Linked DNA regions of Mus musculus: all the other regions are linked to region 2. A link is a contact called in public HiChIP or PLAC-seq and promoter capture Hi-C data. All regions are on one chromosome and are shown on one strand. Each heading gives the region's core, a stretch centred on a gene start, on an enhancer-like site or on the middle of the called end of the contact. The rest is flanking DNA. Distances are from core to core; before and after follow the strand shown. Region 1 holds the start of Smim4 (small integral membrane protein 4). Region 2 holds the start of Colq (collagen-like tail subunit (single strand of homotrimer) of asymmetric acetylcholinesterase). Region 3 holds the start of Sema3g (sema domain, immunoglobulin domain (Ig), short basic domain, secreted, (semaphorin) 3G).

Evidence for each region. Promoter capture Hi-C pulls out the DNA fragments that hold promoters and counts their contacts. HiChIP or PLAC-seq counts read pairs in DNA pulled down with a chosen protein or histone mark.
Region 1: a contact with region 2 is called in a promoter capture Hi-C map of liver, with 3 times the contacts expected there. The contact joins the promoter of Smim4 here to the promoter of Colq in region 2. A contact is called at or near these places in 5 of 39 promoter capture datasets (hematopoietic stem and progenitor cells, hippocampal neurons, liver and 1 more) and 1 of 115 datasets of contacts at active chromatin or transcription factors (the SCID.adh cell line).
Region 3: an H3K27ac HiChIP or PLAC-seq map of double positive thymocytes shows a contact between it and region 2, with 2.6 times the contacts expected there. The contact joins the promoter of Sema3g here to the promoter of Colq in region 2. A contact is called at or near these places in 9 of 39 promoter capture datasets (the 3T3-L1 cell line, the C10 cell line, embryonic stem cells and 5 more), 2 of 115 datasets of contacts at active chromatin or transcription factors (bone marrow-derived macrophages and double positive thymocytes) and 2 of 9 other capture datasets (liver and macrophages).

Annotation. Positions count from the first base shown.
Region 1 is chr14:31,126,418-31,130,208 of GRCm38.p6, forward strand. It overlaps Smim4 (small integral membrane protein 4), which reads right to left and starts at 2,513. Exons shown (of 2, transcript NM_001308091.1): 1 at 2,216-2,513. The coding sequence starts at 2,366.
Region 2 is chr14:31,574,801-31,578,681 of GRCm38.p6, forward strand. It overlaps Colq (collagen-like tail subunit (single strand of homotrimer) of asymmetric acetylcholinesterase), which reads right to left and starts at 2,583. Exons shown (of 17, transcript NM_009937.2): 1 at 2,343-2,583. The coding sequence starts at 2,448. It overlaps LOC102639719 (a long non-coding RNA gene), which reads right to left. Exons shown (of 3, transcript XR_874498.2): 3 at 3,582-3,794.
Region 3 is chr14:31,215,745-31,219,816 of GRCm38.p6, forward strand. It overlaps Sema3g (sema domain, immunoglobulin domain (Ig), short basic domain, secreted, (semaphorin) 3G), which reads left to right and starts at 2,129. Exons shown (of 16, transcript NM_001025379.1): 1 at 2,129-2,281. The coding sequence starts at 2,167.

The DNA.
Region 1 (3,791 bases), core at 1,263-3,762, 450 kb before region 2:
GTGTTCCTTCTGACCACTCTAAGTCACCTTAAACATGCTGAAGTCTGATGCTTCCATTACAGGTTAGCTGAATGGCCTGTAAACCCAGATGTCTGGCCCAAACTGTCCTCCTGAACTTGGGATCTTTAACCCATTTCATCATGTCCTACCTTATACCCAGAATCACCCTGCCCATGGATTTAAAAATAAATAATTTTTAAAAAAGATTTTCTACTATTATATATATGAGTACACACACTAGAAGAGGGCATCAGATCCCATTACAGATGGTTGTGAGCCACCATGGGTTGCTGGGAATTGAACTCAGGACCTCTAGAAGAGCGGTTAGTGCTCCTAACTGCTGAGCCATCTCTCCAGCCCCCTGCCTGTGTTCTGTACCTTCAGTGGAAGTATCAGCCCTGCCCTTCTGTCCCCTGAGAAGTTCCCATGCCCATCTCAATTACCAGACTTATCAACACTACTCTAAGCTGTCTCAGGTCTACCCACTTCTTGGCATTCCTTCTGCCAGCCTGACTAGGCCATCAGCTCAAGTCTGGCCAACCACACAGTGCCTATGTCTCTATCAAAATAGGCTAGAGCTGGGTGTGGTGTCGCACGCCTTTAGTCCCAGCACTCGGGAGGCAGGCGGATTTCTGAGTTCGGCCAGACTGGTCTACAGAGTGAGTTCCAGGACAGCCAGGGCTATACAGAGAAACCCTGTCTCGAAAAACCAAACCAAACCAAATCAATAGGCTTGATTCTTCTTGTCCAGTACTTTTATGGCCCTGCACAGGGACCCTTCTATCCGTGCCACCTTTCACGCTGTGCATCAGCTGCAGTCCCTCGGAACAGCATACACATAAGCCTCCAGGTTTCCAGGTTCACCACTGCCATGAAGTGAGCTTCATCGATCTTCCCCGATTTACCTGGGTAACAGTCCTAAATGTCTATCTTTCCCCAAAGGCCTTCCCCATACCATCTGATCCAATGAAGTGGCCACCTAGGATTCTTAGACTACTCACAAACCCTTATGGCATGCTTAATGGTAGGGGAAGGGGTTAAAATGGAGTTTGGGATCATGTGAGGCAATTATTCTCCTACCAAACTACACCATGAGCTCTTCTGAAACTTGCCTTCTTCGCTAGATATTCTCATAGTTATTAAACATTAAGTGGAGGCCCATGCCTGTAAACCCAGAGGATGACTCTAAGTTTTGAAGATTCAAGGCCAGCATAGTCGGGCTCCGCGTCAAAGTATAGAAAGAGTAATCAGGGGCTGGAGAGATGGCTCAGTGGTTAGGAGCACTGACTGCTCTTCCAGAGGTCCTGAGTTCAATTCCCAGCAACCACATGGTGGTTCACAACCATCTGTAATGGGATCCAATGCTCTCTTCTGGTGTGTCTGAAGACAGCTACAGCGTACTCAAAATAAATCTTAGAAAGAAAGAAAGAAAGAAAGAAAGAAAGAAAGAAAGAAAGAAAGAAAGAAAGAAAGAAAGGAAGGAAGGAAGGAAGGAAGGAAGGAAGGAAGGAAGGAAGGAAGGAAGGAAGGAAGGAAGGAAGGAAGGAAGGAAGGAAGGAAGGAAGAAAGAAAGAAAGAAAGAAAGAAAGAAAGAAAGAAAGAAAGAAAGAAATGAATGGAGGTTTTGAAAGAACAACCTAAAATTCTCAAATGGTAAGTTACATGAGAGGCAGACAAAGGGCCCAAAGGTTGGGAGAAAGCCTGAAAGGAACTGGCAGTTCCAGAGGCCGTTCTCAGAAATGCCAGACATTCTTTTCACAGTTCTAGGTCAAAGACATAACCTAAGGAGAGCGAGTGACCAGTAGTAATTAGCTAGGACAGCCGGGATAACTTCCTCAGGAGTTTGGGCTAAAGCTCTCAAAGGGCAAGGGCCTTAACCTGAATTTCTGAGCTATATCTCTGAATTTCCCTCAGGACTGGTTCCTCTTCCACATGCGATTAATCCTGTTCCTTAGGCCCAAAGTCACCAGCAGGGCCAAGGACAGGCTACAAAGACCTGCACGGCCTGACTAGAGGCACGTGCCCTCTTCAAATGCCGGAAGAGGAGGAGGGCTGGATGCCAATGTGAACAAAATACAAGAGCCCTAAGGGCCTCCTGCCTCGCTGCACGAGAACTGTCAAAACACTGTTCCTAACGCCCAAAGTGAAAGGAACTCTGCAACTGAATGGATCGCATACCCACGGGAGAAACGGAGGCTGCTGCACCCTCACTTACAGAAGGTCTCCTGGCCCACGCGCACTTTAATCATGATCCACTCCATCGCACCTCCCAGGACAAAAAAGAAGGGCAGGAATCTGTAGATGCCGAATCGCTGCTTGCCGGGCACTCGCTGAAGAGCTCGCCTCACCTGGGCCCTGGAGAACATGACCGAGGCCTCCCAGTGGGGTAGGGACGGAACCAGGCAGACTGGTGTTCCCGGAGGCAGTACAAATAACCCTGCGGACCCCTGCGTGTCCGCGGAGTCCCGTGGACTGAGCACCAAGACTCGACTGCAGCGCCACAGCCCGGCCGCAAGAGTTAGGTCGCGGAAGTTAGGACAGACCCAAAGCCTGGTCGGCTCCGCCAATCAGAATGTGGCGGGACTCTCAGACTCTCCAATCAGAGTGCTGTTTGAGCGCGCGTGCTCTGTGAGGCTGAGTCGGTCTGAAGAAGCCTGCGCACGCGCCTAGATTCTGGAGACGGAGAACCTTCGGGGGGCGGGGTCTCCAACGTGGCGTGGCGGCCCCGCCCTCGACCTGCTCTCACTGCTGAGGCTCAGAGTTTACTGCCGCGCCCCCTACTCTGCCATCGCCATCTTTTTTTGTAATACCCTGACCGAGGTGTCGACCCTTTGTGAATGAAATCAGCTAAAATGCAGTTTCGTGACACTCCTTCCTTTTATTTCTGGATGTGACTGGTTTGACTTGGATTCTAATACAAACATAACTCGATATGCATTTTCGAAAGCTGAATTTTATCGTCGCAGCAAAAAGTACAACTGTCTATAACAAACATGCTAAAATAATATAAACCTATGATAAGTGGGAAATTACCGTTATTCTGGTAACTTGTAGTGTTTTTAAGCATCACAACCAATAGTTACAGAAGAGGATCAAGGTAAAGAGTGACTTCGCTGTCAAACCACAACCCTATCGGCACCCTTGTAAGATGAGCCTTTCTATGATGCTGTGAGAATTGACAATCTAAAAGAATTAAATGGCCTGGCAGTGGTGGCATATGTCTTTAATCCCAGCACTTGGAAGGCAGAGGCAGGCGTATCTCTTGAGTTCGAGGCCAGCCTGGTCTACAGAGTGAGTTCCAGGACAGCCAGGGCTACACAGAGAAACCCTGTATCAAAAAAAAAAAAAAAAAAAACAGAATTAAATGACAGATTGCAGCGAGGAGGCCTGGTGGGCCCATGCCAAGGTATGCCCCTGAGAAATTATGCTGTGCAACAAATCTGGTATGAAAGGAGTTTATTGGGGAAGGAATAGAGGCAGTGAGGGAACCATGAAGGCAGAGAAAGAGGGGGGGGGGTCATAAACAGCTGACTAAGCGCAGCCTGCCTGGAGGTACCTACTGGAGAAGCCACACACAGTGAACGCCTGGCACTTGGTGCCATTTCTCTTGGATCTGAGGACTGAAACTTGTAAAGTGTCATCCACTTGGAAGGAATCCACATGTGGCCAGGTCTTCACAGCCCACCTAGGTCAATGGACCTACAAGGGTCCACCCATAAGCCCACCCTTCGGCATCCATGACTACCCAGACCAGAATCTGATACACCCGATCCTCAGCATAGGTACAGGCA
Region 2 (3,881 bases), core at 1,333-3,832:
GGTTGACCCCACTGTTTGGCCAAATGCCCAAAGCCTACATTCCCAATCACCAGATCCAGGGTTAGTGATGCATCTAGAGGGCCTTGTGTGGCTGGGGTGTAGCTCTGTGATGAAGTACTTGCATGACTTGTTCAAGGCCCTAGTCCCATGAACAGGAAACCCCAGTACACGGGAGGCCTACCCATCGATCCCACGGTCTGCTTCAAGGAGCTCCATACTACAAGGCTTTGGCTTGGGGTTGGGTTTGGCCAGTGGGAGGCTCTACAATAGGTGGTTGTGATGGGAGGAAAGAGGTCGGAGAGTTCCCGCCTCCCTGCTCTGGGTCCCTGTGTGACATCACTTATGCTTGCAGTCCTCTCCTGCAGGCCACCAAGGCTCGGGGGATCTATTTTCCCCCACTTCCTTTTCCCGCCTTCTCAAGCATAGAGGGGTAAAGTCTTTCTCCAGTCAGAAATCCCTGTGTCCCTCGACATCACAGTTGTCCTTGACCCCGCGCCTCTGAAAGTGAGCCCTTCACTCAAGTCTTTACATTGGGCACATCTAAGCTGCATCCTGTCACTGTGGTGCCCAGACCAGTACGACCTTCAAAAACCCTTCTCTAAGAGAGGTCTACATCGTGCAGGTTCTCTCCTGAGCGAGCATGTGGATGCCCCGCCCACCCACACACACTCTACAGATGCAAAGGTTTTTTTTGTTCTTTTACTCAAGAAGTAGCTACTGAGCATCTACAGATCCAGCACTGTCTGACACTGGAAACATCTAGAGTGACAGGCACACAAGATGACACGATCCCTGCCCCCATGGTGCACGCACGGTCTATACCCAATGGTCTCCAGGAAGTCGGACTGCTCATTAGAGGCAGAGCTGAAACCAGAGAAGCAAGTTTCCCTAATTCTTTCGAGTCTTCAGCAGATTCCCAAAGAAATCTATAACCCAAATATAACACAGAAGCATACACTAGGTCAGACCAAATTAGCTACCAAGTCCTGTTGGGATTTTTGAAACAGGGGCTCACTATGTAACCCAGGTCAGTCTTAAACACACCACCCTGCCTCAGCGTCCCAAGAACAGTCCCAGGCGGGTGACACCGTGCTCGGCTACCAAACTTCCCAGTGGGTCAGAGAATAATGACCCTCAGACTAGATGACCTCGTGAGAGACGTGCTGCTGACACACACTCTTGGCGATACAACCACCTGCTTCTTCTGCCTCCCCTGGTACTCTCTCTGGCTCTCTCTTCTTCATGTCTCTTCCCTGCTTCTTCTGTTTCTCACACTTTTATAATTAGCCTCACAGCAATCTCCCTGCCACTCCCTTAGGGCCTGCAGTTTGGCAGCACGGCTTGCCCGGGAGCTGTTTTTTATGAATGGAGAGAGGTGGGTGGTGAGTCTGGAGAAATGCTCTCTCTGGGTTTCATAGGCAAAGACACAGAATCAGCTTCGGTGCTTAGAAAATAAGGACTAAGGGTGCCTTAGAGCAGGGGCTGAGATGAACTGAGGAGGGTGTGAAGGAAGTAGCAAGCCCTGGGGTCTGCTTGCTTCCTCAGACCCTCTGGAGATATTTAGATTTCCTCAGAAAGGTTTGAAAAGGCTATGTCAGTAACCCAATACTTCCCCTGTACCAGGTCAGGCAGGACAAGGGCAACAGCCCGGTGGTGCCTGCAGAAAATGTTGCCTGGCTGGCCAACTAGGCAAGGCTTCTTCAATCTCCCAGCCCTGCACTCAGCAAGCAAGACACATCTGGTTCCAGGTCCACTGACCCTCTGGAAGCCCTCATCATTCCTTTAGCACCTCTAGATGGGTTGTCAGAGCTGAAGAGAAGAGAGCCCAACACGAGAGCAACCAGGGCTGAGGAAACAGCAAGCCCTGCTGACAGTGGCCAGGCAGAATCCCCTGCCCTTCAGCAAGGTTGACAGAGCAATATTTGCTTCACAGCATCCTGAGGTACGCCACACAGGGAGGAGGTTAGAGACAGATTTATAGAAACACCTTACAGAAGTTCTCACTTCTCTAGAACTTAGACTTTTCCATCCCCAGCTCCCAATTCCCTGACCAAAATGATTCATGCAGTAAATGAGCAGCAGAGACAGGGACACAGAAGCAACGGCTCAGAGTCTGGCTTTGAGCAGCTGAGTAGTGACGGTTGGAAGGAGGACAGAAGGGCCTTTGGAGACAAGCTCGGGTGACAGGAAGCACCTTGGGGGACAGACCATCGCCCCAGAGCCTTCCTCTGCTAACAGCAGATTGGCAAAAAGATCAGGACATATTGCAAGACCATCTTGAGTCCCCCACCCCCCTTCTGCCCCTGCAGACGGAAGCGAGGAAAGTCTCGGTCATCAGTTACCTGCTGAGATTGGGACCACACTGTTGATGAAAGTTGGCTGAGACACGATGGAGCAGAAGAAGAGTTGGAGATAAATTCCCAAAGTCATTGGATTCAGGACCACCATGCTGGCCAGGTCTGGTTAATATCAAGTCAGAGGGCAAGGCTGCTGGGAGCCTCTCCTAGCTCAGCTTTGTCCTGACTGCCAGCTCTCTCTCTCTCTCTCTCTCTCTCTCTCTCTCTCTCTCTCTCTCTCTCTCTCTCTCTCCCTCCCTCTCTCTCTCCTCGACTTCCTCCTTGCTTGCCTCCCTCCCTCTCTCCCTCCCTCTCTTTTCTCCATGCCTTTATCAAGAAAGAATGCCAGCCATGTCCCATTAAACCTTCTCTGTACTCCACAGGGTTATATTTATCTCAGGCACTGGGTCAAATGCCCACATTAAAATTAAGATGTCAGAATTTTTTTTTTTTTTGAGACTAAGGTAAGCAGCTATGGAACAGATGAGAAAGAGGACAGCCAAGTCTCCGAAGTTTACCTGTCACCACCCTCAAGGGCAGATGGGTCTCTTGCTCTATTACCCACCATCAGCAGTAGACTTGGAACACAGGTGTCCTGCCCTAGCACTAATCAAGTCTCTGGTATAAACTGCCCTCCCGGAGGACAAGCTCCTGGCTTGGGACAGTCTCACCCACCAGAAAAAAGTGCAAGTCGAGCTGGGACTTTCTGCTGGGGAACTTGCAATTCCAAACAGCTGTTGCTATGAAAAGATCCCCTACTCCAGCCCCCACCCCCACCTCCACCCCCACCCCCAGAAACTGCAACCCTTTAACCTCATGCAAAAGAAAGCAGATGGGAGCAGTAAAAGCACATTCGAGTGGACCATTCAATATGGGATTTTTCTCGGAGCAACAGCATCATCAACTTAATCTCCGTTAGACAAAATCTCCTGAGACAAAAATAATTCCAGGGGCTGGAGATGTCTTGGCAGTTAGGAGCATGTCCAGGCAAAAGTTTAGTCCCAGCACCCGTGCTGTGTAGCTCACAACTGCCTGTGGCTCCCGCTCAGAAGATCTGATGTGTCTGGTCTCCAGAGCACCTGCACTCATGTGAACGTACCCCACCCCCATACCCTAGCCCCCCATAGACATAATTGTAAAATTAAGTTAAAAACCCAAAAATATTCTTAAAAGAGTTTGTAAAGACTCTTATAGTGATCATTAGCTTTAAAAAAATCAGGCAATTAAAATTCTACTCCATAGAGTTGTTTGATTAGCTTTAATTTATGTAAGAGACTCATTGGGAAGGTTTCACAGATCTGGTGAGTCCTGGTGCTCCTCTTAGGCAAGGTGAATTGAGGCTGGGGCAGAGAGTATGACGATACCACACTCTGCAGCTCAGAATTAGACTTGGCCCTGATCCAGCTCCAAGTGGCAGAAGACAAATTGTCTGACCCCCGTACGCCTTTGCTGTATCATCTGAGAGACAGAGAGAATTCCCTCTGCAGGGTTGTTGGAAAGGTTAAAAGAGATAGTGTGGAATGAATTGTACTCAAACTTGAACTT
Region 3 (4,072 bases), core at 879-3,378, 360 kb before region 2:
TCGATCCTGTTCTCTAGCCTGGGAAACGGAGGAAGGGAGGGATGGGGAGGGGGGCGGAAGAGTGAGACATCTGACAGGATCCACACACTTGAGTTTGGGTTTCTAGGCTTCCTTCTGTGCTGTGAAGTAGCCTGCCTGCCCCACAAGCCTGTCCGGGTAGACACAGCCGCAGCTGAAGGTCTGGCTGAGTAGAGACCCCCACGATGGTGGATGGAGGAGTGGTTTGGTCCTCTGCTCACACGCTCTGCTTGGGGCCACATGCTGGCCAAAGGACTGGGTGTTCAGCTCAATCTCAAGCAAGACAGAAGGCCTCAGCCTGGGCTAGATACCACCACGTTTCCCCAGGGAGGTAGATGCAGAATGTCTCCACCCTACTGAGACCCCAGGACAGAACCACTACTGTAGCGGCCTCTGCTGTACAGGCGTCGTTCTTCAGTTTTGTAAGTTCCTACACAGGATGGCTGGTCCTTGCCTCAGGAGAAGGCAGATCCAGGAAATAAAGGCTTGCATCCTTCAGCAGACTCAGAGGCAGAGGTGGGAAGGAGCCAGTTACTGGTGTCTCTGAGCAGCGCCTGATCTGCTTCCAAGTAAGAACACCACCACCACCACCACCACCACCACCACCACCACCACCACCACCACCATATTAGTGTTCTAGGGTCCAGGGGCACAGGGAGGTGAAGTTACGAGCCATAGGTCCTTCTTGAGCTGAGCCAAGGAATAATCTGTTTTCTTTCTAGAGAAGAGATAGGGAGGGGAGGTAAGGTCCCAGAACACTAGCCCTCCAGGAGGCCCAGAAGCAGAGGAGGGTTCCAGGGCGGAGCTGAACCTGTTCTCAGCCGTCTGTGGTCTGAGCCATGACTCTCTCTGAAAGGTTGGTGGGGAGCATCCTGCTTCCCCCCTTCTGAGGTCTCAGGCCATTCCATCTGGGAGGCCTACCCTATGGGTGTTTCTAGAACCCTGGGAGCTGAAAGGAGAGTTCAGGGCAGGGTGAGGTGAGAGGTGGGGTCAGCAGGTCCAGAAACTGCTCTGAAAGTGTGTGTGTGTGTGGGGGGGGTGTCCCACTTACCCAGATTCAGGGCCTTGGTGCATCTTCCCCTTGGCTCCTTTTAATGCACTCCACACCAGAGTTTAGGGCAGAACTGTGATCCCTGTAGAGCCCATGGGCTTGGGAGGAACTCACCACGGACCTATTGTGCTCTGGCCCCTGGGCCTCCAAAGCACTGGGGCCTGGAGGAAGCAAGACAATAGAAGTTCTCCTAAGCATGGAATAAAAGCATGGAATAAAACTTACCCCTTACCTCAGAGCAAGCCTGCTGAACTGAGATAGAGCCCTGTGGATTCAGAGAGGGGCTGTGGAGCCTGGGGAGGTCTGGGTGGGAGCCTTAGGTCAGTGGTTCTCAACCTTCCTAACGCTGCAACCCTTTAGTACAGTTCCTCATGTTGTGATGATTCTCCAACCATAAAATTATTTTCATTGCTACCTCATAACTGCCATTTTGTTAGCGTTATGAATTGTAATGTACATCTCCGTGGTTTCAGATGATCTTAGGCGACTCCTGTGAAAAGCCCATTTGACCCTCAAAGGGGCCGTGACCCACAGGCTGAGAACCATTGCCTCCGTTTCTTACCAGTGCCAGACCTATGATGTATGGCTGGACCTTAAGCCCTACCAGCATGAAGTTGAAGTGAATCCTCTACCCACACAGCAGCTTAGGCACAGGGGAGAGCTTGGCAGTCAGGTCAAGGATACCTGGCTGGCTCAGGACTAGTGATGCCTCTCTGGAGAGGCAGGGAGTAAAGCCAGACCCCCACCTGATTCCTGACCTCTCTCTCAGGTTATCCCTTCCCCTTGCTGCTTTGTTGGAGCCTAGGCACTTGCATTTGTGAGTGTCTGTCATTCAAACTGTCCACACCTCAGCTGGGTCAGAGTCTCCCAAGGGGGAGCAGGCCAGTTAGCTGCACGGGCATTGAGCGGGCCGGCCGGCTGAGGTGGCCGGAGAAACTGCAGGTAGATGGCAGGCTTGGAGCACTTCGCTCTTCCTCTCCCGCCTTCCCGCCCAGCACTGGGTGGAGCCACTGCCTTATAAGTGGCTGGCCTGGTGGCAGCAGAGCAAACTACATCCAGCAGCAGGATCAGAGGGCAGCTCATTTTTTTTTCCCAGCATGGACCCATCTGCGTGGGCCATCTGCTGCCTCCTGGGGAGCCTTCTGTTCCATGTGGGCATCCCCAGCCCTGGTCCCAGCCCCAGTGTGCCTCGTCTGCGGCTCTCCTACAGAGGTACTGGCCAGTGCTGTCCTGTTTGTGTGCATGCTGTGAATGTCTGTGAATGTCCGTGGCTCTAGGACATCCTTTAATCAGCCAGCAGCAGCATGGGTAAGGTTTCCTGGTCAGACCCTGAATGATGCTAGGGATGACTGTGGGCAGGAAAGGTAGACACATCCTGAGAGCCATGGCCAAAGTGGAAGACTAATACAAGGGGGAAACTGAGGAGACTGCTACAAAGGAAGGGTGGGAGATGGAAACAAGGAAGGGGGACGGAGGTACAGAGCAGAGGGAGGGTATAAAGAGGGTCTGGGCAGACATCAAGGGAGTGGGTAGAAGTCTGTCCTTCTGGTCCTGAGCCACAAGGAAAGGAGGAGCCTCTCCCACCTCTTGTAGCCTGTCCTGACTTATCATCATCCACGCTCACTTGACCATCCTCTCTCCATCTATAGTCCAGGAGAGTCTCAGCTTTCCTCTGCCATCTTCTCTCGGTGTCTCTGTCTCTGTCTCTGTCTCTCTGTCTCTGTTTCTCTCTGTCTCTCTCTCTGTCTCTCTCTCTGTCTCTGTCTCTCTCTCTCTCTCTCTCTCTCTCTCTCTCTCTCTCTCTCTCTCTCTCTGTGTGTGTGTGTGTGTGTGTGTGTGTAGAAGTGGTTCTCCGCTCTAGCCTAGCTGTGTGGTTCTGCCTTTTTTGATGGTCTGAGACAAATAAAACTAGGATTTAATTATAGATTCTTCTTCAACAAAAATGTATGGCAGCTATGTATCTGTGTGTCTATGTATGTATGTATGTATGTATGTATGTATGTATGTATCTATCTATCTATCTATCTATCTATCTATGTATCTATGTATCTGAGTGAGGGATGTGAGAGTGTTTTGTCTAGGTGCACATGTGCCACAGTGCATGCTGTACATGTGTATAGGTCAGAAGACAACTTGCAGGAACTGGTTCTCTCTACCATGTGAGGCTCTGGGGGTCAAACTCAGGTTGTCAGGTTTGGCAAGTACCTTTACCCACTGAGCCATCTCAGAAGCCCCGCAGATTTTTCCTGGGGGAGAGGAATCATCTTCTCTGGGGAACAGCAGTCAGAAGGGGGATGGCACAAGCTTGCTGTGGAGACCATGTGGGTAAAGGGCTCTTTGTTCGGGGAGCTGTGGCTTTGAGGGACAATCAGGCTACTCTGAGAGGGAAGTCTCAGAGTCTATATTAATCAAGCAGGGTATCCTGAAGAGGCCACCAGTGAGTTTGAGGATGGAGTGTGGTGCCTGAGGAGTTCTGGACAAAGGTTACTCTGGGCCTTCCCAAGTGGGGCAGGCAGCCCCTTCTGGACAACTCTGCCAGTCCTTTGCTGGGGCCTTGCTTCCACCTCCCCAAGCAGAAGCAAGGAACTATATCAAAACTCTTGGGGCTCTGATCCTTCCATCTTTGGGGTCAGCTGATAGGGCAGTGTGTACAAGGGAGAATGTCATTTGTCCACAGCTCTGAGGCTGGAGTTCTGTCAGGCCATGCCTGGTCTGCCCTGTGTCTTGGTGTGCCCCCCGCTGAGGAATGTTCCCCTGGCCTCCCCTCTCCCCATTGGCTCCAGTCTTTTGCGTGTTCACACTCTTCCACCTTCTTCCTGGCTCTCCCAGCTCTTGTCCAGGCTCTTTGATGTAATTGCTGTCAGTGGGGCTTTCTTCCCTGGTTACTTAGCAAAGATACTGAGATACAAGGATCCAAGCACTTAGATAGGATACTGGGGAGTTGTCAGATGAAAGACCAAGGGTCTGAAGAATGGAGGACAGGGGACCATTAGGATGTGGCGT